2 separate regions of the Mus musculus genome follow, and region 2 is linked to region 1. Evidence: chromatin contacts called from public HiChIP or PLAC-seq data. All regions are on one chromosome and are shown on one strand. The core of a region is the stretch at or near the end of the contact, and the rest is flanking DNA. Distances in the headings are between cores, read along the strand shown.

The links. HiChIP or PLAC-seq counts read pairs in DNA pulled down with a chosen protein or histone mark.
Region 2: an H3K4me3 HiChIP or PLAC-seq map of embryonic basal ganglia shows a contact between it and region 1, with 3 times the contacts expected there. The contact joins the enhancer-like site here to the promoter of Cux1 in region 1. A contact is called at or near these places in 8 of 39 promoter capture datasets (Sertoli cells, cranial neural crest, frontonasal cranial neural crest and 4 more), 2 of 15 datasets of contacts at CTCF or cohesin (the NIH/3T3 cell line and large pre-B cells), 3 of 484 Hi-C or Micro-C datasets (bone marrow-derived macrophages and cortical neurons), 25 of 115 datasets of contacts at active chromatin or transcription factors (the 230-238 cell line, the SCID.adh cell line, SST interneurons and 19 more) and 4 of 9 other capture datasets (adipose tissue, liver, macrophages and 1 more).

The regions. Positions count from the first base shown.
Region 1 is chr5:136,563,835-136,569,167 of GRCm38.p6, forward strand. It overlaps Cux1 (cut-like homeobox 1), which reads right to left and starts at 3,656. Exons shown (of 23, transcript NM_001291234.1): 1 at 3,344-3,656. The coding sequence starts at 3,406.
Region 2 is chr5:136,299,847-136,305,027 of GRCm38.p6, forward strand. It overlaps Cux1 (cut-like homeobox 1), which reads right to left. Exons shown (of 23, transcript NM_001291234.1): 19 at 4,877-4,933. Among named protein-coding and RNA genes, the nearest start is that of Gm30408, 57 kb to the left of the region's middle. Within about 2 kb of position 3,920, at least 23 of the 459 cell types and tissues checked have an H3K27ac peak or open chromatin away from gene starts, as enhancers often do. A contact at or near this core is called in cortical neurons, embryonic basal ganglia and neural stem cells, where this site is marked.

The DNA of each region.
Region 1 (5,333 bases), core at 2,406-4,905:
AAACATGTATTTAAGAGATAAATTTATACAATAGTGTTTCTCTTTTTAAAAAAAAAAAAGTTGGTTTTTACAAGTCTGAGACAGGATCAAAACTTGTTCAACTCGTCTTAGCAACACTAGGGCACTCTTAACTTTTTGCAGGACAAGCCTTGGTTGGGGATGAGAAAGGAAACAGGCCAGTTTTCAGAAACTCTCTTCAGGGGCAGACATCCACTTCAAGTTCCCAGGTTGTCTGAAAACCCAAGAAGCAGGGGAATAAGGACATGGCCCTCCAGAGTGCAGAGTCCTATGGCTCCTTACCTAGACCTAAGCCACTCCTTCTGCTCAGCAAGACCTAAGCTCTCAGGGTCACTCACCCAAAATCTCCAGCTCACATCTGCGAGAACAGAGGAACCTTAACCAGATACCAACTCAAAATCCCCGGCCCCCTTTGCAGGTAAAGGAGCTGTCCAGACTCACACTGGGCCTTTGGCATTCCACAGTCAAGTAAAGCTTTCCAACTCCATCCGGGGAAGCAGTTGAAACCACTTTCAGCCAAATCATTACCTACCAAAAGGCAACAGACTCTGTAACAAGAACAGAGTTTAAACTAAATGTTTTCTTTGTTGTTACTTTAAGATCAAAATGAAGTTCATTCACATCAGCCATAAGGTAAACTTTCAATGAAGCCATGAAGCCATTTGCTTAAATATCCTCAAGATCCCCAAGAATGCTAATCCATTGGGGGGGGGGGACGACACTAATATACACCCAGTTCATAAACTCTAATAACTCCAAAATCATTTTTCTGGCCGCCTTTGGTAATGTGCAATAAAAGAACTTTATTGATATTAAACTAGGATGTCACATGGGGGTGGGGTGGGGGGGGGAATTAAGGTTTCTTAAAATTCCACAACGGGTTTTACAGTAAGCACAGGAATTAAATTATGGTAAAAGGGAGCTATTTTTACTAAAATAGGGTAGACCAATTAATCAAAAAATGCCATCCGGCGGTGTTCATTACATTCAGGAATCTAATTTACACAATAGACTATGGTGTAATCCATTTTAGTCAATAAATACTCAAAACTTCTTTAAGCTTTAATCTTATCAGAAATACATATTTCACATAGTCTTCCTAGTTAAGAGAGCAATGGGAGGAAATTTCATAACGAGCATGAGTCTGCCTTATCGTCCTCACGTAGGCAAGAGCAGAAAAAGCAAGCACAGTTAAGTTGTTTCACTCCACCTATAGATGTTTCAATCCAATCGCCTTCCTTTCCTGCAGGCCTACATGTGGAGTTCGTTTGTTTCAGACTCCTAAGGGTGCTGTGGGTTAATAAATATCACCAGTCCTCCGGCTTAGAAAAGTTCACTCAAGTTCATGTTCAAGCACACTTTAGAGTTGGGAGCAAAGGCGGTTCCCTAGAGATGTTATGGAAGATCACACACACACACACACACACACACACACAGAGGGCAAGGCTGCCTCTATGGACCACAAGACTGTCCCATCTCTCTGGTGTTCCCAGTGATCAAAGCTCTGAGGGCTCACTTGCCGCTCACCTTCAACTTGGCTCCGGCTACGCACAACATCCACCTGGCAGAATCCTGGGGCTGTCCAGGCGCCGCGAACGCGGAGCTAGCACTAGCAGGGAGGACCCCGAGGGCGAGCAGCTGGTTCCGATGAGGGGTGGCAGGCAGAATAGCATCCTCTGGGCACGCAGGCAGCTCCGCCGCGGATTGGGAAGCCCCGATACCATCCCCTCGAGGCGACGAGGAACCACAATCAGTCTCCTTACAGTCCAGCGGGGCCCCCGGGGCTTTGCTTTCGAGAACCGGGCTGGAGAAGGCAGCTCGGAGCGGACCTGACGCGCGCTCCATAACTCCTGGGGCCCCTTTGCAGAGAGGACAGAACACACCCCTCGCGAAAAAGAGTGAGGGGCTGGAGTGATGCAAGCTATCGGTCACCGAGGGGGGAGCCCTGGAAGTCCCTGAGACACGCAGCTAAGTCTGGCTGCACCGATCGGTGACCCCGGAGGAAAAGCGCTCCGAGACCGGGTCACGCAGCGGCCTGCGCTCGGTGGAAAGTTGCAGCCTTTCTCCCGCACCTTTTCCCTTCTCCCGGGCCGATCCCGCACTCTGCGCGACCCACCGGTGTCCCCCCGCAAGCCAAGTTTTTCCCTTCCAAAGCTTCCCCCACAACCCCTTCCCGGGGAAGTCCCCGGGCGCAAAAAAGGGGGACAGATCCAGCTCCGCAGTCACTTTCACGCAGAAGACACACAAAAGAGCGCGGGGCTTGCGGGTTGGCCCCGGGACGTAAACAAACGGGGTGGGGGAGGGACCCGCCACACCGGGTAGCCGGTGCCCTGGCCGGGGCGACACCGGTTGACAATCCCTTACGGGAGTAGTGGAAAGAGGAATGGTGGCAGCTGGGCCCAAGGGGAACGATCAAGGAGCAGCCAGGAGCTCCAAGCCACCCGCCGTCTTCACGACAAGGGGCCACCCGCCAGCCTGGCCGTCGCCGCCACCGCCGCCAGCCGCCGGTGGCCGATCTGACCCTCCCCCGGAGCCGGCGGCACCACAGCGCCACCAGCTCCAGCTCCGCCGCGCCGGCGGGGCAGTGGCGGCGGCGGCGGCGGCGGTCCGCGACTCTCTCCTCCAGGAGACAGAGGAAAGAGAGAGAGAGAGAGAGACAGGCGCTTCACCCCCCACCAGCAACTCCCCACAAACTTTCCCCGGGAATACGACGGGGCTGAGCCGGGGGGAAGGAAGGACGTGACTGGCGCGAGGGGGACTAGCGTCCCGCAGCTCCCCTTCTTTGCAGCCCTGCCACCCCTCCAGAGCCACCCCGTGGCGCGTCCCCCTCTTTAGCGCGCGCGAGTTCCCACTGAGCCCCCGTGGGGGGGGGGGACCGCCGCTCCCCCCTCCTCTCCACCAGGGTCCCGCGACAACGACAGCGCGCGGGGTAGGCGGCGGCGGCGGAGAGGACGATGAGGATGATGATGGCGATGATGGTGGGGAGGAAGACACCCTCCGGGGTTGAAGGGGGCAGACACCGGGGGGCAAAGATGTTGGTGGCGGCTGGCGGCTCCGGCGCCATCTTGGGCTGATCGATGAATTGAACAAAGAGGATCAATTTCTGATCAAGCCGAGTGATCAATGAGAGCCGGGGAGCCCGAGGGACTCGCCGCCGACTCGGCCCCGCTCTTCTCCCGGCACCCCCCTCCTGCTTTCCCCCGTCGCCTCAGCACCCCCGCCAGGGCCCTGGCAGCCCGGAGTGTCACCCTCCTTCCTGAGGGAGGCCGCGACCGCCCGCAGCCCTCACCCCCCGGGCGCGAGGCCGAGCGCCGAGAAGCCTGACCTGCAGCTGCTGTAAATCAAAGCGCTTCCAATATTGAAACATCGATCCCACATTGGCCGCCATCTTGAGACATATTGAGACGGAGTGAGAGGCTGATAGAGAGGGGGCTGGAGTTCAGGAGCCGCCAGGAGGCAGCAGGCGGGCGGGCGCCAAAACCCGGCCTGGAGCCGGCCGCCGCCTCAGCCACCGCGGACGCGGACTCCTTCCTCCTCACGGCGCCGCCGCCGCTGCCGCCGCCGCCGCCGCCACCGCCTCAGCCATGGAGTCCGAAGCCTGAGGGAAACGCGGCGGCGGCGGCGGCGGCAGCCTTGACGCGCGCGCGCCGCGCTCTCTCTCCACAGCCCGAGCGCGGGCATCCGGGGCCCTCGCGACCCCTCACCCTTTTTCCCGCGCGCCCCGCCACAAGCCCCCCTCCCAGGCCGCGCTGCGACCCTACGGCGGCCCGGCCTCGAGGGGGCGCTGCGGGGTCTCCTCCGGACCCCGCAGCTCACCTAAAGGGCGCCCTCCCTCCCCAACACCCCCGCCCCCGGGAAGGTCGCGGTCGCCGGTGGCCAGCGCTTTAGGATAAGGTGCCCCTCGCTCTGCGCGCCTGAGGACAGTGGGCTGCGCTGCGGCAGCGGGGCGCGGGCGCTGCGCTCTTTCGCACGGTGCGCGCGGTGGAGCGAGCGGAGCCCACCTGCACAGCCGGCGGTCGGGACCCCACCGGCCAGCCCGCGCGCCGGGGCTGCGGGTGACCTCACTCCGCTCCCCTATGCGCTCCAGCTGGGGGACCTCCAGACCACAGCGGTCGTGAACAGTGTTTCATATTCAAGGAAGTGCAATTGTGTCGTGGTAAAGGGGGCGGAGGGGGTTGACCACCAAGCCTTGGAGCCTGCGGCTGCTGCCGCCGCGACTCCCATTCACGTCCTACACATTCCGTTGCAATCCCCAACTTGCACCGGGACACATCAGCGAGTGGCGACGGCCTCCCCACCCTTCAGAGCCGCTCCAGCGTCCGCCAGGACTGGGGCAAGTCTTGGAGCACAACTCTGTCCCAACCATGCTTCTGCGACACAACCCCAGAAACTTCCTCTGGGGTTCACACAACTCCGCGCCTCCGTCTTTGCAGGCAGAAAGTTTGAGAGCGTGCAGTGCACTTGAAACTGAGCGCTCGTTCCTAAGTTTTGAAGAAGAAAAAAAAAAAAAAACAAAAACGCTCACATTTAAACCGGGAGTGGGGGGAAGGAAGTTCTCTTTACATTTCCTTCTAGACCCAAAGCACGCGTTTCAGGATCGTCATCTTTAATGGATTTATTCACACCAGAGAGTTTGCGTTTACAGTAGGAACACAGTGTTTTCACTTTGCTGCACTTCGGTGAACGTGTAATTAGTTAAGACAAATCCCTAAATTCCTTAATCTTGAAAATTATATGTAAATAACGTCTGTATGGAACACCAAACATGACAGTAGAAAATAATTGCTCTCTGAGCCAAGTTTGAGGGCTTAGCGTTATTCGGTTGCGGTGAGATCGATATTTTTGGAGAACGAGGTTGGAAATGAAAGTCCCCCCGAGATTTAAAGAATACAAGTGTTCCCGGGTCTTGCAACTGCACCCAAAAGCCTCTGTGTCCATGCAGCGGTCGGGACCGGGCTGCACTCCCAAGTCGCAGCCTTTGAGGGGCAGAAGCCACCCGAAGCAGGTGCGTGGGAGCGCGCGGGCGTCAGGAGGCGCAGAGCCAACCTCAAGTCTGGATGCCGTGACGCGGCGCCAGGCGGGACACTGCGGACCTCGGGTGACCGCGAGCTGCAAGGGAGTCAGGCGCCGGAGCCGGAACGCGCGGGCGCCCGTGCTGCAGCTCCATTCGCACCGCCCAGTAGAGGGCAGCGGCTCCCCGACACTCGGGTCCTCAGGGTACCCCCCCCCCCCACACACACACACACACACACACACACCACTGCCCCAATGCTCGTGCCCACCCCAGCTCCTCGTACTTGGCCACACCCTGACCG
Region 2 (5,181 bases), core at 2,670-5,169, 260 kb before region 1:
GTCCTCTGGTCACACGTGCTCCTTGAACATTAATGAGGCAGCATCAACGGTGTCCTACAGGAAGAGAGAACAGCATGCTTTCACCACCTTCCTTCCCTCTGTGCTCTAAGGAGGCATCTGAACTAGCTGCTTCTTGTGCATTCAGGCTTCCTCCCTATCTGAAGCATTTTGTTGCAGGGTCCCATCACCTTTCATGGACCAGAGACAACCTGGCAAATCTTTGCCCACATGTGCCACACAATAGCCCAAATCTAGAAATTCCCTCTTTGGCTTCAGAATGGAGGGAGAATCCCTATAATATGCTACATTTAATAAAATAAAAATGATCCAAGGTAGGCTGCCAACCAGAAAAAGAGACCTGAATGGGCCACCAAGTTGATGGCCCACAGGCTAACATTCCAGGCAGTGGCTATGTGTGGAATCTTTTCAGTTCACTCATGGATTTTCAGGTCTTTTTCTTTGTGTATGAGTATGTCACATGTATTTGCAGAGCCAGAGGACAATCATGGGTACTGATGCTCACCTGTTTTTTGTTTTCTTTAAACAGAATCTTTCCTTGACCTAGCACTCAGGGACCCTGTTGTCTCTGCCTTCCCAGCACTGGGATTTACAAGCATGCACCAGCACACGTGGCTTTGTACATGGATTCTGGGGATTGGACTAGGGTCCTCATGTTTGTATGGAATGATCTTTACTGACTGAAAACCCGGAGTTTTCCTTTTCCCTTTGATCTGTTAAATGAGGTTATGTGCAATGTATTATACTGGTTTTACACAAACCTCAGTTACATGAATGAATGCAGCCAGATTCCTTCTGTGGGGATAGAACCAGTTGCTCTCATGATATTCTTGGAGCAAAGAGAAGGAAAAATGTAACTTGAGTCTAGTGTACCCACAAGGTCCTACCTACTCTATTCAGCCTTATACAATTTTCTGAGGCTGCCACTGACCCTCTGTCACCTCTTTTGTCCAGTCAAATGCTAAGAACTGACTGCTTAGTCAAGGACAGACTGTATCAGAATCCCACTGTTGGGCCGGAGACGAGAAACTCCTGGGATAGGGCTTCCCAGCAGCTCATGCAAGTGCCACGATGCACACCATAATGGCATTGGCTACCATGCTGTGAGAAACTGCCAAGGGCCTCACCAGCATAGCTGTGGTTGTCACAGCAGGGTGGGGTAAGCAGGACTACCCATTCTAGAGCCAGCCTGAAGCAGCTGTCCCCTCTAAGGGACAGCTGACACTCTGTTGATGGACAGTGGCGCCATGGAGCTGCGTGATTCTTCATAGGTGGGCAGGACTTGGAAGCCGCTCTTCCTGACCACCCAGTGTGCTGGGAAAAAGCTGAGTGCTCTGTGCCTAATCTATGGAAAATGGGCCATCATTTCACTTGTATACTCTGACAAGATCTGCCAGAAGCCAGCATGAAAGGCACAGGCAGAACACCTTGTTAGTTTCAGTCATGAAAGGCTCCCGTATCAACAAGTTCCCAAGCTGAGGGCACAGGCAGCTCTCACTGCAGCCCTCCAGGATGCCACAATTTCTGTGATGAATGTCATCATGAGAGGGTCCCTTCTGTCTCTTCAGAGCTACCCCTCATCTCTCTCCTTCTCTAGTGGCTGAAAAATAAACCAGCTCAAGCAACTGTGCAGGAGAAGTTAGTTTTAAGAAGTAAAAAGGAAGTATTATATAGGATTAGCAGATCATAACTAGTGTGTGTGCTTCCTTAACTCTGAGAATCCACATCAAAAAAAAAAAAAGGCTGGGTGCCATGGTACATGTTGTAATCCTTTTTTTTTTAAATTGGTTTTTCGAGACAGGGTTTCTCTGTATAGCCCTGGCTGTCCTGGAACTCACTCTGTAGACCAGGCTGGCCTCAAACTCAGAAATCCGCCTGCCTCTGCCTCCCGAGTGCTGGGATTAAAGACGTGCGCCACCACCGCCCGGCGCATGTTGTAATCCTAGCATTGGGAAGGTGGAACTGTCTGGTTAGCTGGACTAGCCCAGTTGGTGAGCCCCAGAGTTTGCTGAAAGACCCTGTCTGAAAAGGTTGACAACTCCAGAAGAATGATATCCAAGGTTGATCTTAGCACGCACACACACAGACACACATGTCACCATAGGGTGACACTGGTTGTTCAAAATGACATTACATTTCTTTTGTGCCTCAAGGTTCAGATGATATCTGGTGATGATATAAAGGGCCACAGCCACTAAGGCAGTTGGAACCTGAGTCTCCTCATCAGAGAGACTGGGGTATATGGCTGTCACTAAGGACCAGCATGGATGAGAACTCCTGGTCCTACTGTCTCTTATTCCTGAGAGATTTGTGGGGTGCTGGACACGGACCCAGGGCTACGTGCATACTAGGCAGGAATTCTACCAACCAAACTGCAACCCCAGCTCCTGGGTGGGGATTCTTTGGCAAGGAGAAGGGTTCCCAAGCCAGAACTTTGCTCTTTGCCAAGCACAGAGTCCCCTGTTTAGGCCCCTAAGCTCTGCAATGACCCAGGAAACCTTACTGAAGGTACAACTGGCCAAGTAGATATGGAAGGCAGGTCCTTTCACATTTCTGCATCCTAGGAAGGAAAGCGTGTCCACCACTGTCCAGAGCCGAGCAGGCCATGCTGCATACCTCTAGGCACAGCTGTCAGGGATCCATGAGGGACAGAGAATATTTCTCAGTTGGGGACCTCTGGGGTGAGTTCCATAGTATCTATGGCAAAATCAGAATTTTATGGGACTCTCTGAATCAGAGTTCTTTAGAGAAAACAATGATGAAAGCTGTCAGAGGTTCTAGAATTTTCTAGAGTCATTTATCACAAGGATTTACAAATCCTACCATTACAGAATCGTTTCAGTTTTGGGGGATGAGGATGGACCTCAGTTGATAAAGCCCTGGGCTCAATCCCTAGTACCACATGCACTGGGTGCAGTGGTGCACACCTGTCGTCCCAGCGCTCAGGAGGGGTGGGCAGAAATTCAGGGTTATCTTTGGCTACCTAGTGAGTTTGAGGCCAGCTGGGGTTGTATGAGACCCTGTCTTGGAGGGGAAAAAAGGAGGGCATTCATAAGATGGCTCAGTGGGTAAGATGCTTTCCATTAAACTTGAGTTCAATTTCTGGGACCCACAGTGTGGAAAGAAACAATTTCCACAAGTTGTCCTCTGATTTTGACACACATGCTGTCACACACACACACACACACACACACACACACACACACACACACACTCACACACACACACAATGCTGAGGGACACTCAGTGTTATATTTAGGAGTGAAAGGCTTTCATCAAGAAAGCTCTACCATGACAAGCTTGGGATCTGACTTCTCAGTGAAGCAGGAGGCCAGGACAGTTTACTACATAAACATCCACAGAAGTGCATCACAACCAACTTGGCCACATTCCTTCCTAAATCCTGAGTGTGAGCTGGGGGAAAAAGAGTGCTGGTAATTTCCTCTGAATTTGTCCAATATGGACCAAACTAAATCCATGAAATCCTCAGGGGATTTCAACGGCCTTCAAGTCACTGTTGTACCCGAACCCACCCCCTACCCGCGCGCGCGCGCGCGCGTGCGTGCGTGCGTGCGTGCGTGCGTGCGTGCGTGTGTGTGTGTGTGTGTGTGTGTGAGAGAGAGAGGGGGGGGGGAGAGACACTGGCTGAGTAGGGGTGGAGGAGGGAGAGGGAGAGAGTGTGTTTGGGATCTTGCAGCAGCAGCTACTGCTAAAGCTGCCCAGCTGTTCCCCTCCAAGCACATGTGTCCCCTCCTCAGCCTTCTGGCAAGCTGACAGGCTTTGCACTCGTTCCTCACTTAGCTTTGTTTGTGTTTTCAATGAATCAATGGAATACGGAGACTAATCAACATGTTTAGAAAAGTAGAGAAAAGAAAAAGGAACAGCTCACGCTGCTGGCTGCTCCTGGGAGCTGGGAGAAAAAGCGGGGCTGACTGTGAGCTCAGTGCAGGGAGGCAGTGCTGAGAGCCTGGAGCAATGGCTGTGGTCAGGGCAGGCATGCATGTAGGTAGTGTGGCCAGGGACCTCAGGACATAGAGAAAAGGACTGTCAGATACTTCTGAGACATTTCCAGTCTTTGAGATCAGTAGGAAGTGGCTGGAGCTTCTTGGTCCACATCTACACTCCTCCAAAACCCTCACTAAGTATCCATTGAATTTCACCCTAGCTTTTTCTGGGGACTGCTCTGTTTTGGCTACTCTATTCTGGTGCTCCAATCTCCCCAGTCCCCTTATTCAAAGGTTACCCAGGTCTTCCACCAGATGAAAGTGATGTCCCTTAACATGACTACTGGGACAGTGATGTTAGTGCCTTGTCTCTGCTGCTAAAATGGGATCCCTGATCCTGAAATCTGCCTCCAATAGACCCCAGCCTCAAACACAGAGCTTCATACTTACAAAACAATGAAGGGATCCAGTAAAGGCATGAATTTTAGCAGCATTGCTCCTGTCAACCTTTGGACTGCCATCAGAAAGCAAGTTCAGAGTTTGCAAGCAGGACACTATTCTCATTCTCTTTTTACTGTCATGCCAACTCTATGTGTAATGGCTATAACCTAGGGATAGCCTCAATGCAATACAAACTTTGGTATAACCACACCATAGGAATACTACCCAGGCAGGAAAATAAATGACTATTGCTACATATAAGGTCAGTGGATCTCAAGGACAATCTACCTAATAGAAGAAGCCAATTCTCAAAAGCCATTTCTTATCTGATTCTGCTTACACAACAGCCTCAGAGTGCAGTATGGCAAAGTGGGAGAGGCCACTGTTTGCTGTGGCTAGGAATAGTACACTTACTCCCAGACCCCAGATTTCCAGAGCAGTGGAGCTAGCAATAAACACAAGTGGCTAGTTACCTGAGCTCACACAGCCCTGCTGGAGGGGGTCCTGCAGAGACGCCACGGAGTGGAGGACTGTGGAAAAAAAAGACACTGTTACTCAGGAAACAGGGCTTGGAGCTTCCCAACTGCACAAAAGAAAAGGGAATAAGCAGGAGTCCAGGGGGGGAGGCTGCCTGTGCTCAAGCTGAGGGCCAGGATGCTGAGTTGGAATGAGGGTTGCACAAATAAATCTATAATGTGTCAGAGCCCTGGATTCGAGGTAGCAGAAGCCTCTGCCCATGACACTTTCTTCTGAAGTCACTCTGGCGAGATTTCCTTCT